2 separate regions of the Mus musculus genome follow, and region 2 is linked to region 1. Evidence: chromatin contacts called from public HiChIP or PLAC-seq data. All regions are on one chromosome and are shown on one strand. Each heading gives the region's core, a stretch centred on a gene start, on an enhancer-like site or on the middle of the called end of the contact. The rest is flanking DNA. Distances are from core to core; before and after follow the strand shown. Region 1 overlaps Smyd1 (SET and MYND domain containing 1). Region 2 holds the start of Reep1 (receptor accessory protein 1).

Region 1 (7,383 bases), core at 32-2,531:
CAGTAGATGAGTGTATTAAACCTTGGGCATAGTCGCTGTATAGGGCTTTAAGACCAAGCCTGGTCCTTTATAGGATCAGGTTCTATCTGGTCTATCTGGTTCTATCTGAACCAGTTCCAGAAAAGTTAACTGAATGGAGCAGATGTGACACTGGATGAGAGTGATAGCTCTGCTTTTAGGTTGTGACCTTTCTGGAGGAAGTAGGCATTTTCTCAGCGCCTTAGTGGAGGCTGTTGCCATTGAAGCCGGCTTGCTGGAAGCCCTGGAGAATGCTAATCGGCCGGGGGTTCTGTTGACTTTCTTGTCTTGCTTCAGGATTGAGCTCCGGGCCCTGGGCAAGATCTCAGAAGGCGAGGAGCTGACTGTGTCCTACATAGACTTCCTGCACCTCAGTGAGGAGCGCAGGCGGCAGCTGAAGAAACAGTACTACTTTGACTGCTCCTGTGAGCACTGCCAGAAGGGGCTGAAGGACGACCTCTTCCTGGCAGCGAAGGAAGACCCCAAGGTACACACCACCCTGCTTCAGGGTCCGAGGCTGCCTTCCCAGCAGCTGGGCAAGGGTGGCATGTATAGCCTTGAGGGGTGGCGTGGGATGGAGAGAAGAGCGGGGCAGGCAGGTCCCAGCTGACCTGGGGATGTCTGAAGAAGCCAGTCTTCCCTGTGAAAGGATAACAACGACCTGACTACATGGTTATTATGAACATTGGGCAAGATGACCTGCACAAAAGGCTTGGCACAGGGCACTCAGCAGGATCCAGTTCCTTACCCCTCAGCCTGTGCAGAGCCTGTGCAGGTTAATTAATGTGGAGAACTTCAGATCAAAATCCAATGGGCAAAGGGATTGCTATGGATTTCCTTGTGTTGAGATAGGTACTATGGAGATGGGGCAGGCTTGCCAAGGGGATGCCAGGAGCTCAGCTGAGCTGGGAGAGACCTGAGCTGTCAGGAGACAAAGTAGCCAGTTAAAGCCACATGCCAAAAATTCAAGTGAAATATCCAACACTTACATAGCAGTATAAACAAGAAGCAGAAACGAGACAAGATGCCAATTCCGTTTCCTCCCTTGGAGCACACAGGGGTGGAGGGTGGGTTAGTACAGACATGGGGCCACTGTTCTCAGTGTTGGGAGAACTCTGTCAAAAGGCTCAGGCCATTTTCTGAATGTATGAGTAGAGGAAACAATCTGTCATTCTGTCAAGGGGCAGAAATCTCAGGGTACAAAATAATTGGCTATCACATCATAGTGTTAAAAATGGAAGGGGAAGTCTTCAAGGCTTCCTCTCTTCCTCAGTAATGAGGTCTCAGTAGAGGTATGCAAGAAGTTAGCTAGATGATTCTCTATAACTGCTACTCCACTAGTGGCTGTGAGTACACACACATGAACTTATAACCCCGCTCTGAATCCTGTGTGTGGGAGGAAATATGTTCCTAGTCAGAACAGAGGGGCTGGGTGGATTCCAGGGTTCCAGTCATATGATCTGTCTCATGGCTCCATTACCTACTGGTGTATGTGCTCACTCATGTTGAGACAACATCCTCCACACCCCAGTGCATCTTGCTCTCTCATCCCTGGGCTGCTCTACACAATGTTCTGGCCAGGAACTTATTTGTATTCTTTTCTTCTCTTTCCTCTTCTTTTCTTTTCTTTCCTTTCCTTTTTTTTTCTTTCTTTTCTTTACTTTTTTTTTTTTTTTGGTTTTTTTTTTTTTTTTTTGGTTTTTCGAGACAGGGTTTCTCTGTGTAGCCCTGGCTGTCCTGGAACTCACTCTGTAGGCCAGGCTGGCCTTGAACTCAGAAATCCGCCTGCCTCTTCACCAAGAAGTTCTACTTCTAAGAGTCTACCCAGAAGAGACACATACATGTTTGCTATAAGATACACAGATAAAGATAGACTGTACTGGTGCTATTAAGAACAATAAAGTAGTGAGAGGAAAAAAATACCCTCAAGTCAATACACAGGGAAATATTTAAATAGAAAATAATGCCCTAAGCCATTCCTATGAATGAAGCAGGTATCTGTATGCAGTGCTGCAGTGGATCTGTTCCTCAAGGAAACCAAGTTAAGGGGCCCAAAGATGCTATGTGCATATATTAGATTGCTTGAGATGCTATAGCAGATGCCCCAAACTGGGCAGTTTAAACCTTAGTGTCACCGGTCTTACAGTTCTGAAAGTCAGAGGCATACCAGCCATCCATCATCAGGCCATTTGGGAAGGATCTATTCTGGCTGTTTCTCCTGAGCTTGTAGAAGAATTGTCTTCCCCCAGAGTTTCCTCTTTGCGTCATCTTCCCCTTTGCTTGTTGGTCCTCTTTTTTTAAATGAGGTCACCAGTTGTGTGGGGCTAGCGATCAACCCTACTTCATTCACCATGACTCATCTTAGGTCATTGTATCTGCAAGGATGCTACTTGCAAGTCAGACTGCATTCTGAGATCTTTGGGCTTAGGATCTCAACATATGATTTTGAGAGAGTGGCACTCGATTCATAACAACATGTCTTCTTATCGTGTTGTGAAACTTAAAAGACATGCACACACACTTTGACATGCAAGAATAGCCAATATCCTTGCAGAAAGAAACAGAAGCAAGCTGTGACCAGTTGGTCATTGGAGCACGGGGTAGAGACATTTAATTCATCCTCCTAAACAGGAAATAAAATAGTTTGGGTCAAGGATTATGTTTTTAACAGGAACAACCTCTTTTTTCCCCCTTCAGAATCAAAGGACTTATATACTGTTACTATTGTTTTTTAGGGTGTTTTGTTTTGTTGTGTTGTGTGTTTTTTGTTTTGTTTTGTTTTTTGTTTCTTGTTTTGTTTTGTTTTGTTTGGTTTGGTTTGGTAAGTAGACAAGATCCTCTGTATACCTTTCAAAATTCTACAATACATAGTAGTTTAAGTCTTTATATATTTTGGATGGGTTTCTGCAGTTCAGAAGGTGATGGTGGTCTGAGGTCCTACTCCATCACTGTAGATAAATTGCCAGTGGTGATAATGTGCTGATGTCTCTCAGGTTGACATGTCTCTGAGAAAAGATTGATGGTTTCTTCTTGAACCTAACTAGATTCAAAGGAAAATCTTTCTAGTATTTTTCTAGACACCAAGTTGGGCTTTCTATTTTAAAACATTTAAATTACATTTATTGGCTGGGTGTGGCGGGGCATTTAATTTCAGGAAAATAAAGTAGGTTGATTTCTATGAGTTTGAGGCCAGCTTGGTCTACATAGTGAGTTCCAGAACACCCTGGGCTACACAATAGAGAGACCCTGTCTCAAAACCAAAGTTTAAAATGAGAATAAAAACAGATAATGCTCCCCCCTCAAAAAATAAACAAACAAAACAAAAAAACCCTGTAGACCGTCTAACAAAACCTCCAGTGCTAGATACAGGAAACCTCCCTTTCATTTGTTGATCAGTGATGTCTAAGGAGACTCCAGAAACAATAGGCTACTACCATTGCCCTTGGTTAGCTCCCAGCGCTTGAAGGCAAGACCCTCTTGCCGAAGACATCCCACACCAGAGACAGGACTTGGAGGAACGATGGGCTTCTTTCCTGAGGACTGGCTCTCAGAGTATTGGAAGGTGCTATGCAACCTTGCAAGGAAGAACTAACTGGTAGAAGAACCCACATGAAAGCCTAAAAGCCACAGTGATGACTGGCTGGCAAGAGATCCTTAATGATGCGATAGTGACAACTTCATCTTGGCAGTAAACGACAGATGTTTAATTGGACGTAAGGTCCAAGCACAGTCAGAATTCATGCACTGTAAAAATACCTACCCATTGCTGGGGAGGCCATGGAGCCCAGCAGAGAGCCTACGACTTTTCTAAACCAATGTAATTTCTAGCTGTATTCTAAATACTGATGCTTTTATTCCTAGATAAGTGTGGTTCTCACTCCTCATCAAAGATGCTTCTTTTTGCCCAGTCTATGACAGAGATCCACAACTGGTCAAATTGCACAGGACAAGTGACCATAAAGTGACCAACTCCAACTGATAGACCCACAATGCAGCCCCTACACCCAAGGCTCAGGGAAAATTACAGAAAGGGGAGCAGAAAGATTCTAAGAGCCAAAGGACCAGGATGCCTGCTGTGAGATAGTATCTTCTAGACACAACAGGAAAACCACGCCCATTAAACCTCAACGAAGTGGTTGCCTAAGCAAAATCTGAATAAGAGCAATAGTCCATGCAACCTGTATAGACAGAGAAGCTCTTACAAGGCCCCACCCCTAAGTGAAAAGCTACGGATAGTCAATGGCTGCTGAGAGAGGGAGCATCCATTTTCTCCAGGGGTGAGCTTCCTGGTAAGTTATTCGAGTCAAGTGGTCATCCTTACCGTATGTGTGTGTGTGCACAAGTGTATGTGGGCATATGTGTGAGGAGCATTGAGAGGGAATGGGGGAACATGGGAGAGATTGAAGTAGAAAAAAAAGGGATAGAAATAATGTGGATTCAGTTCTCATGTGTAAAATCCTCAAAAACCAAAAGACTCTAAATTAAGAAAGTGAGCAAAAGAAGCACAAAGAAGCAGTTGGCAAAGACAAGGGGTCTTTAGCACACTTGGAGAAATGAGACATTCGGAATTCAGAGGGCTCTGACCCTGTATTACAGTGAATGTCCAAGATGGCAGATACTCGAAGAGAGTTAACTTTTCTTTCTTTCTTTTCTGGTAGTGATGGGATTGAACCTTGGGCATTATGCATGCAAGGCAAGTGCTCTTCCATGGAATTACATTCCCAGCCTTCTGGTACTCAGAGATAGAATGGGCCGCCCCATGAGGTGATCTCAAACTGGATGTCCCTCTCTTTCCCAGCCCTCCCAGGAAGTGGTGAAGGAGATGATACAATTCTCAAAGGATACACTGGAAAAAATAGACAAGGCTCGCTCCGAGGGTTTGTATCACGAGGTGAGAGCACTTTTAACAGAAGACAGTGATGGGGAAGAGGATGGAGAGGGAGGGAGGGAGGGAGGTATGTGAAGAGAAAAGGGAGACCACTGAACAAGTTGCACTCCTGGAAGGCTGTTTCTCTTCATGCCCTTCCATCTTAGCACCCACTAAGGACATATTCTCAATGCCCGCCGAACCCAACGAGATCTGGCCCAGGAGAGCAGAAGCTGCCGGGCCCTGAGTTAGGGATTGGGGAGATGCCCGTGACAGCTCGTGAGTCATCAGAAATGGAAGAGTGGACACTGAGAGTGGCCTGCCTGCCTTTGCATCACTGAGTATAAGCCTCTTACACCCTGTCGCTGCACACTGGGCATTCAACGTTGGCTCCTCTGGCTGTATACTATAATCACCTGTGTAAACGCCTCATGCCCTCCCCCAACCAGGACAATTTCTCTAAAAGTCTCTGCTAGAGGAATCTAGGCATCAAGGTTTTGCAGCCTCCACAGGTTTTCAGTGTGCAGCCAAGTGGTCGGCAGAGCTAATGCTGGGTTGGTTTTTGGAAACAAGGTCTTTGTGTGTAATAGAGACTGGCCTTCAACTCTCTATCTTCCTGAGTATGGGAATGACAGCATATACCATCATACCTGACAAGTTAATCGCAGTGACATGTTGGAAGTTTATTCTTGTGTCTTGCCCTCTGAGCTGGGATCTATCACTGAAATAGAACAGAAGCACCGTGAGTCAGTGCCTTCCCCCAAGCTCGCTGTGCAGCTTGGATGAGCCAGGTGTGGCTGCCACTAGGGTGTGTTAGTATAGTAGTTAATTTTACTTCATGCCTGCTTCATTTCCCTTCTTTTCCTCCTTCTCCTTTACTATGTATGAGCCCTTACTATGGTGCCCAGTGTAAGGCAGTCTCCTTAGCCCCTGAGTCCTGTCAGATGGGAGGAAGCCATGAAAACTAAGTGTTCTGCATGGTAGGGAATCTATGAAAAAGGCATGTGTTAGGAGCCACAGCAAGGGTGGAGGGGTGTCAGTCCCCGGACTCCATTCCTCTGTTCTACCCTCTTCACTTCTGTCCCCCAAGAACATCACAGGCTGATGACTAAGCCTTAGGGTGGGCACTTACCCAAACAATCTCAGTACATTTACTTTGCATATATTCACACACACATATGCGCATATACATACTATATATATTATATGTATATATACATATTATATATATACAGAGAGAGCATATATAGAGAGATATACACACATGCATGCATATATAGTTTCCATAGCTCTGCTGTCTACTGACTGAAAACTCCTCTCTTTGTTGTGTCATCTTTATGTCCCGACTCTATCCTTTCCCATGCCTATATCTTAGCCACGCAGACCATTTTGTTAGTTCAAACCACAAAGTTTGTTTTAATTTTTCCACCAGGTTTCAAAGAGTGAGTCTAGTGTTGTCTTGATGTTCCACGTGTCGGTTAAGACATACTCTGGTACTGTAATGATGAATGAAGCTGTGTCTCCCTCCAGGTTGTGAAGCTGTGTCGGGAGTGCCTGGAGAAGCAGGAGCCAGTGTTCGCCGACACCAACCTCTACGTGCTTCGGCTGCTCAGCATTGCATCAGAGGTCCTCTCCTACCTCCAGGCCTATGAGGAGGCCTCACATTATGCCAGGAGGATGGTTGATGGCTACATGTAAGTGATGGTCCTGAGTCTCAGGTAGTCTCCCGGACATCCTCTGTTCCAGGGATGCCAAAGAGATGGCACACATTTGACTGTTCCTCTTATACCCACAAACGGCATCAGCCACAGGCCATGGTCATGGTCAGGCTTCTCCTTACAAATGAACCTTTTTATCATGTTGTTCCAAGTAATAATGATCAAATAATGATGTCGGACCTGGTCCTCAGGTGAAACCTAGTTGTCATCTCTGGTTTATTTGTGTACACATTCCTTACTTGTCACTTGAGCCATGTCTTTTACCTTTGATTTTCCTAAAAGAAGCTTGATTTTAAGTGCTTGGAAAGTTTTTTTTTTTCCCTTTAATAACCTATGACCAATCTGTAACTCATAGGTCTTGGCCTTTGGCACTTATCCAAACCATAGCAATGTATTTACACTTTGTATATCTTTATATGAGTATACATGTGATATATATATATATATATATATATATATATATATATGTATGTATATGTGTGTACATATGTGTGTATGTATATATATAAATAAAACATGTGCATAAGTTTCCGCAGCTCTACTATGATGAGAGAGGCCATTCTTGCTTATAAATTATAATATGTTGCTTTCTTATTCCCTTCCACCAATGTTCTCTCTTACTGTTTATGTTCATATTATCATAGAAATTTGTGTTTCTGGTCAGATGAGTAAGTTGTCATGAGAAGGCTTTTCTTTAGAGGATGCTGCTCATTAAAAATGCAGGTAAACTGTAAGCATGCTAGGAAGGAGCCCTGCTAGGAGAAGAAATGAGTGCAGCCC
Region 2 (6,631 bases), core at 3,707-6,206, 480 kb before region 1:
CTTCAGCTTCTCTTTGTACTTTGCTAAAGCTAACGTTTTGTTTTGCTTTAATTTGTAAAGGGTTTACCACATCTTATGCATGTGTGTGCCGCACTAAGGTAAGAGAACAACCTCTTTCTTTCCACCATGGGTTCCAGGGATTGAAGCAGAAAGTACTCTTACCTGATGAGCCACCTTACCAGCCCCTATTTTTTAAATTAGATTTTGTTTTGTGGGACTATATAGACAATGGCTCATGTGTGGAGCTCAGAGGACAACTTTTGGGAATTGGCTCTCTCCTTCCACCACCATGTGGGACCTGGGAATCAAATTCAGGTTATCAGTCTTAGGGGCAAGCCCCGTTTTACTAAGTGAGTCATCTTACTGGCCCCTTGTTTTGTTTTGAGATTGGTTTTCCTGTGTTCTAGGCTGGACTTAAGCTTGACAAGGATATTCTTCAACTCCTGAGTCCTGTCTCCATCTTCTCAGTACAGGCATTATTGGGATGCCACACCATGTTTATGAGATGCACAGTTTAGTGTGTGCTTGGCAAGGACTCTTTAAAAAAAATTTATCTGTGTCCCAAGCCTCAGAAACTAACATTAAAAAAAAATCTGCAAAGGAGCTTGTGATAGTTTGAATATGTTTGGCCCAGGGAGTGGCACTATTTGAAGGTGTGGCCTTGTTGGGAGAAGTGTGTCACTGTCGGAGTGGGCTTTAATTCCCTCCTCCTAACCATGTGGGAGTCAGTATTCTGCTTGCAGCCTTCACACGAAGATGGAGAACTCTCAGCTCCTCCTGCACCATGCCTGCGTGGATGCTGCCATGTTCTCGCCTTCATGATAACGGACTGAACCTCTGAACCTATAAGCCAGCCTCAACTGAATGTCCTTTATAAGACTTGCTTTGGTCATGGTGTCTGTTCACAGCAGTAAAACCCTAACTAAGGCAGGACTGTAGGTGTAGTCAGTGGTAGGGCCTTTGCCACTCTGCCTAGTCCCTTTGTGGTCCTTGCCTAGCCCCTGTCTAGCCCTTGCCCACCATATACAAGACCATGAGTTCCATCCTCAGCACAGCAAAGAAAAGAAGTGATTCTAGAATAGTGCAAGGAAGAAATAACTTTTTTTCCAGTGTACCCATTAGATATTCACACATTTTCACTGAATGAGAGTCTCCTTTTCTTCCGTAGTGAGGAGTGACTTTCGTCTTGTAACCACACACTGCGTGGGAGGCTCTGGGTCCATTCTGCCAACATCTGGACCTTGGCCAAAATTCTGCCAGAGACAATGAGTACTTGCTTCTTGGGATACTTCATAAGGGCACATTCTCCCGAGTCACAGAGCAGCCTCTGTGTTCCCCTCCATCAGTTTACCCATGAGCATCGTCTCCCAGTATGAACTTCATTCATGTTTAGGTCTTGAGCTATTTGTAAAGAAAACTACATGTTTGAAAAGAGGCGAGAGCTGTGGATTGGCTCAGGTAGTACAGTGCTTGCCTAGTGTGCACAGAGTTTTGAGTCCAGCCTCGCCACATAAGGCCCTGTTTAAGAACGAATAAAGAGGCAAGCAGGCATATTGTAAGTGCTCTCCATGCCCATGAAGACACTAAGCAGGTTCAGTCCAACAAGGTCCACCTTGCTGCTACACTGACTCTGGTAAGTTCTCTCTAAGTGAACCCAGGAAGTCAGGAGGAACATGGGCGACCAGAAGGAAATTTGTCAAACCAATGCCCACTCATTGTGTCCACTGGATACAAGCTGCCCTAATGCCCAGAGACACCCATCATCACAGGGCAGCCCTGACCAGGCTCTTTCCTTGTACCTAGCGCCTCTGGGTTCCATCCCCAAAATCAATGTTTGCTAAGTGGGCCTAGAAGCCAGGTACTTAAATTAAAGTGGGAGGTCGGGGATGGAAACGGCGGAGAGGCAGGAGCCGTTGCCTTTGGAGGGGACAAGGAGTTGTGGAGGAAATCAGCCCTCACAACACTTATGGCCAGCGGCAGAAAGGACAGCAGCAGCAGCAGCAGCTTGTCCCAGTTGGATGACTGGGACCATAAAGACAGGAAGACACTCCCTCCGCATCCTCAAACACAGTGATCGGTCTTCCTTAAATATTCTTTGATGTAGTTACAGAACCTTAAAATGACTACTCACAGGAAGGAAATGGGATTTATGAACAAAATTGTAGCACAAGTTCAGACCAGAGGGCTAAGGGGGGGTCTTAAAGGGATAGCCTCAGCATAACCATCAGGGGCCTTTGGCTATGGATCCACCAGTCTGAACATCCTGAACTCAGTTTCTTCTAGTCTTTTGACCTTGGTCAAGGGTCATTCCCTCTGCAGTTTTATAGATGAGGGTAGAGGACTGGATTAGTGATTTTTTTTTATTAGTAGTAAACCTATATGTTGTCCAAATTTTGTTTCATCTAGAACCTCAATGTATAAAATAAGAGGAAGCTGTCCGTCCTCTTGCAGTGCTTACATCCTTTTGCAGTGTACCCTGAGGATCGGTGGGATCACCATTGATTTATGTTCGCCACAGTGCTTGGGAATCCACATGTCACGTGTGATCGAAACCTCTGCAACAGTAATGTGCAGTGAACTAGCTTGGGAACTGAGATCTGTTGTAATCAGGGCTATGAACTAGGATCTGCTGGCAAGAGGCAGATTTGGATTTTGAACCATTTATTTTCTTGGTTCCAAACACAATCTCCCAGTCCCGTGCCTTGGCACTGCACCATAAAATGTCCCTTTACCTATGTAGAATATTGAGCTGAATCAAAACACATATATAAGAATAAGTAATATTCTTAAGACTATAACTCCCCTATTTTACAATGACATTTCCTTCTGCAGCAGAGATGTAGCTGGATTTTGGTCTATTTACACCAGCTAATACTATATAACAGGCATTGTTAATATGAAATAGAAATGTGATTAAAACTGGTGTTAATAATTCATGTTGGGTTTAGTTGTGAATTAGGAACAGGGTAGGAAGAATCCTTGATCTTTTAAAGGTGCTTCAAATCCCACCAACCTCTGGTGCCAGAGGGTAGTTGTAGACCGGGAGCAATTCTCTTGGTCATTTACGTCATCCGAAGTCTTAGTTCTTCAAGGTGTGGTTGCTTCAGAAGATACCAACACACTGTTGCAGCCCCTCCCACATCCCACATCTTAGTCCCCCCTTTCAGTTACCCCCTATGTGGGAGATGACAAGAAAACCAGAATGGTTGCATGATCCTGGTTGAGGACTTACAGAGAAAGCCCACCAGGCAAGCAAGTGCTCCATGGCCCCGCCCTGAGGTCCTCCAGGGGTCACTAGCAAATCCAAAGACCCCAGGAAAGAAACTGACACTGCAGAGAAGACAAGCTTTAGTCAGGCGTGAGGCGTGGCAAGGCATGCCGGTGGCTTCCCTATTATTGATGCCAGCCATGCCACAGAAATCGAAATATTTCACATGCCACCTGAAGGTACAAAACAAACCCCCAGCAGCTGACAACAGCTGTTGGAGAGACCCTTGTGGAGTAACTTGATGGGCTTTGGGAGCAATGGGCAGAATGATGCCTGGGAGACAATGGCCAGGACTTTAAAGACGGCTCTCCTGGATGGCTTTGCAAATCAGTTCAGAAGAGGAGAAAAGAGATGTGTGTGCCCTGCACTGTCAAAGGGAGTTAATAGCCCCTCTTTCTTAGACAAAGAAAATGCTGGGCACGTGTTCCTCATCCAAGCCCCCCCACCCCCAGACCCATTTCAGTCCCAGGTCCCCTAAGCAGGTGCTAAATCAATCTTCCAGATCCAGGTAAGAAAGGTGAGAGGCAATATTGGAAATAAAACAAAAGTCCCCATCACACATCCCCCAAGGACTTCATACAGGCCTCACCCCAGATGACTCTGCTCTCCTGCACCGCCTGGGAGGTATCACTGCCACCGCCCTTGGGGGGTGGGGGGAAGGGGTGCTGTCTGTCACTCGGAAATTTCCCTGTGCATTCCTAGAGATGCCTGCCCCTGTCTCTCAAACCCCTGCAAAGGAGAGCAGGCAAGAGGAAGGAAGACATCTACTCCAAGATGCACACTAATGTACTTGCCACCTGCCTTTGCCTCTGTCTATTTGAAAAACCTAAAAAGGAGTATTTTCCCACTTCATTGAGTGCCCCACCTCCATCTGGCTACTCATCTCCGCGATGACCCCTTCAGGCAGCGCCCCTGGCTTGTCTGGACTGTATGTCATTTTCACCCGACAAAGCGCGGCGGCAGGCGAGCCCAAGGCATTTTCTTCCAAAGGAGAGAGAACGCGTGGAGCACCCACTCGGGGCCTCTGCAAATCCGCCCCACCCGGAATGGAACAAAGCAACAGAGAGAAGGCGAGACCCATTGCCCAGCCCCGGCAACTCCACCATCGTGCGGGGACCCACGCCCCGGTCTCCCTGCAAGGCGCCGCCTGCGCCCGCGGCTACCCATGGGTCTGTAGCGTCGCGCGTCCTACGCCGCCTCGCGCTGCCCGCGTCCCCAGGCAGCTACTGTACCTGCTAAATTTAGCGACCGCCGGGTATTAATAGCTAGCGACCCGGGGCTGGTGGTTCGCAGGGGCGCGCGGCCCTAAGGGGACATGGGGATCGGGAGGGAAGGGAAGAAGGGACACAGGAGAAGAGGCCACTTACACCACCAGCCTGGAGATGATCCACGACACCATGGCGGGCGGGCGGGCTGGCGCGGCCCGGATTGCTGGGCTGCGGGCGGTGCTGCGCTCCCGGCACGTCTGTCTGTCTGTGCACCGCCGCTGCCGCCAGACTGAGCGCACCCGCCCGGTCCGGCCCCGCGCTCGCGCGTTGGCGCAGCCGCGGCACGTTCCGCCCGCTGCCCCAGCCCCCAGGGGCTCCGCGGGCCCACGGCGATTGGGCGGCTAGCGGTGAGGGCACCAGCGCGACCCGCCCCTGCTCCGATCGTCCCAGCCCCAGAGCTGCAGCCAGGGCGGGTCCTCCTCCGCCCTCCTTGTGAAACCGTGTGGTGCGGTGGCTCAGTGCACTGGGCCTCCGAACCCCCAGGGAGGGCTGCCTCACCTTCACTAGGTGAAGTGGGGAAACTGAGGTCTGAATCTGGACTTTGAAATCCTGCCTACACCTGTCTAGACGAGGTTCTGTCATTCTTCACTTAGATAATACGCTAGCCTCAGGAGAAACCTGAAGCCTTCAACTAGCATCCCATAAGTCAACATCTCAGCAAGTGTCTGCCTACTGACAGCTCTAGTGTCCCAACTCGATCTCTTTGACTGCAACCCCATCACCAGTCACCGCGTGTCCCTTCAGTTGTTTCTACTGCAGCTCTCTCTCTCTCTCTCTCTCTCTCTCTCTCTCTCTCTCTCTCTCTCTCTCACACACACACACACACACACACACACACACACACACACACGTCAGAGGTCAACATGCAGGAGTCAGTTCAATGCAGTTGTCCCGGTGATAGCTCGGGCCATCATCAGCCATGGCGGCAAGCACTAGGGGAGCGGTCTCACAGACCCACACCTCAGACATTCCCTGTCCATACATTCACTTCTGTCTTTGATTCGTCCTCCAGCCTCAGCTCGGAGGGCTATGAGAGCCGAAGGGCATCATACATCATGACCCAGCAGTGTTAACAGAGCCATGTGGCATCTTGGGCAAAATGGAAACCGCGTTCAGTATCAACACGTCAATGCATTTTTAAAATATTGCATCATATAGGATTTGTCTTGATCACGGAATTTTATGGTGTCCCTTTAAATTTTGCAGCCAGGCTTTGTGACTTGCTTTGCTCATCCTGAGGATGGACCTGAACCAACTTCAATAGCACTTGAAAGCCTTTGTCCTTTTTATCCCTGGGCTCTGCTGCTCCCTCCCTCCCTCCAGTAGTTTAGGTTCCAGTGACCTGCTCTTCTTTGCAGATATTCAGTTGTGTAAAATTCAGTGCCCAGTGTGAGAAATTCTGTAGAGACCTAGTTTATAGCTTTTTCTAAAGGAGCTCTGCCCAATGAGGCTTCTTGCAGAGGCAAGGTGACTTTGGACTTTGGCAGTGCCTTCAAATATGATAGAATATGCACGGTGACATGTGCCTATGACTCCAATTCTTGGGAGGTAGAAACAGGAGCCCAGGCTAGTATCCTAAGGCCATCCCAACCCCCTCATTCCAAATCCCAGGCGTGGTAATTGACCCTGTAACACTCACCCTCAGGAGGAGGAGACAGGAAGGCGAGTTCAAAGTCATTCATGGCTACTTGGGAGTTCAAGGCCAGCCTGGACTACATGATTCCAAGTCTGTCTCAGTCTCTCTCCCTCACCCCCCTTAAGTGTATGAACATACAGATAGAAAATACTTTCTGACAATTAAGGGGCTATGAGAGAGTTGTCTTCTTTCATTTCTCTTTGTCTGTATGTCTTCTTTGTCTCAAAAAAAAACCCATAAACTACTTGTGATATAGAGGGGGTTAATGTAATGTTGAAGCATTTGGAGGTTGGTCATTTCGCTTTTGGGCAGCTATTGAATCTCATGTTCCAAACCACTTCCTCTATAGAACCCTCATACCGCAGGCCACAATACACCTATGTGGGAGGCTGCCAGAGATGCTTCTGTGTTCCAGTGCCCACTGAAGTTACTCAGATTAGGAAATCATAAACCTGCCTG

What was found. HiChIP or PLAC-seq counts read pairs in DNA pulled down with a chosen protein or histone mark.
Region 2: an H3K4me3 HiChIP or PLAC-seq map of bone marrow-derived macrophages shows a contact between it and region 1, with 5 times the contacts expected there. The contact joins the promoter of Reep1 here to the enhancer-like site in region 1. A contact is called at or near these places in 7 of 39 promoter capture datasets (the C10 cell line, the HPC-7 cell line, cranial neural crest and 4 more), 1 of 115 datasets of contacts at active chromatin or transcription factors (bone marrow-derived macrophages) and 1 of 9 other capture datasets (liver).

The regions. Positions count from the first base shown.
Region 1 is chr6:71,218,454-71,225,836 of GRCm38.p6, reverse strand. Smyd1 (SET and MYND domain containing 1) reads left to right here. Exons shown (of 10, transcript NM_001160127.1): 6 at 316-505; 7 at 4,817-4,909; 8 at 6,416-6,579. Among named protein-coding and RNA genes, the nearest start is that of Fabp1, 22 kb to the right of the region's middle. Within about 2 kb of position 1,281, at least 23 of the 459 cell types and tissues checked have an H3K27ac peak or open chromatin away from gene starts, as enhancers often do. A contact at or near this core is called in the HPC-7 cell line and bone marrow-derived macrophages, where this site is marked.
Region 2 is chr6:71,706,006-71,712,636 of GRCm38.p6, reverse strand. It overlaps Reep1 (receptor accessory protein 1), which reads right to left and starts at 4,956. Exons shown (of 7, transcript NM_178608.4): 1 at 4,636-4,956. The coding sequence starts at 4,667.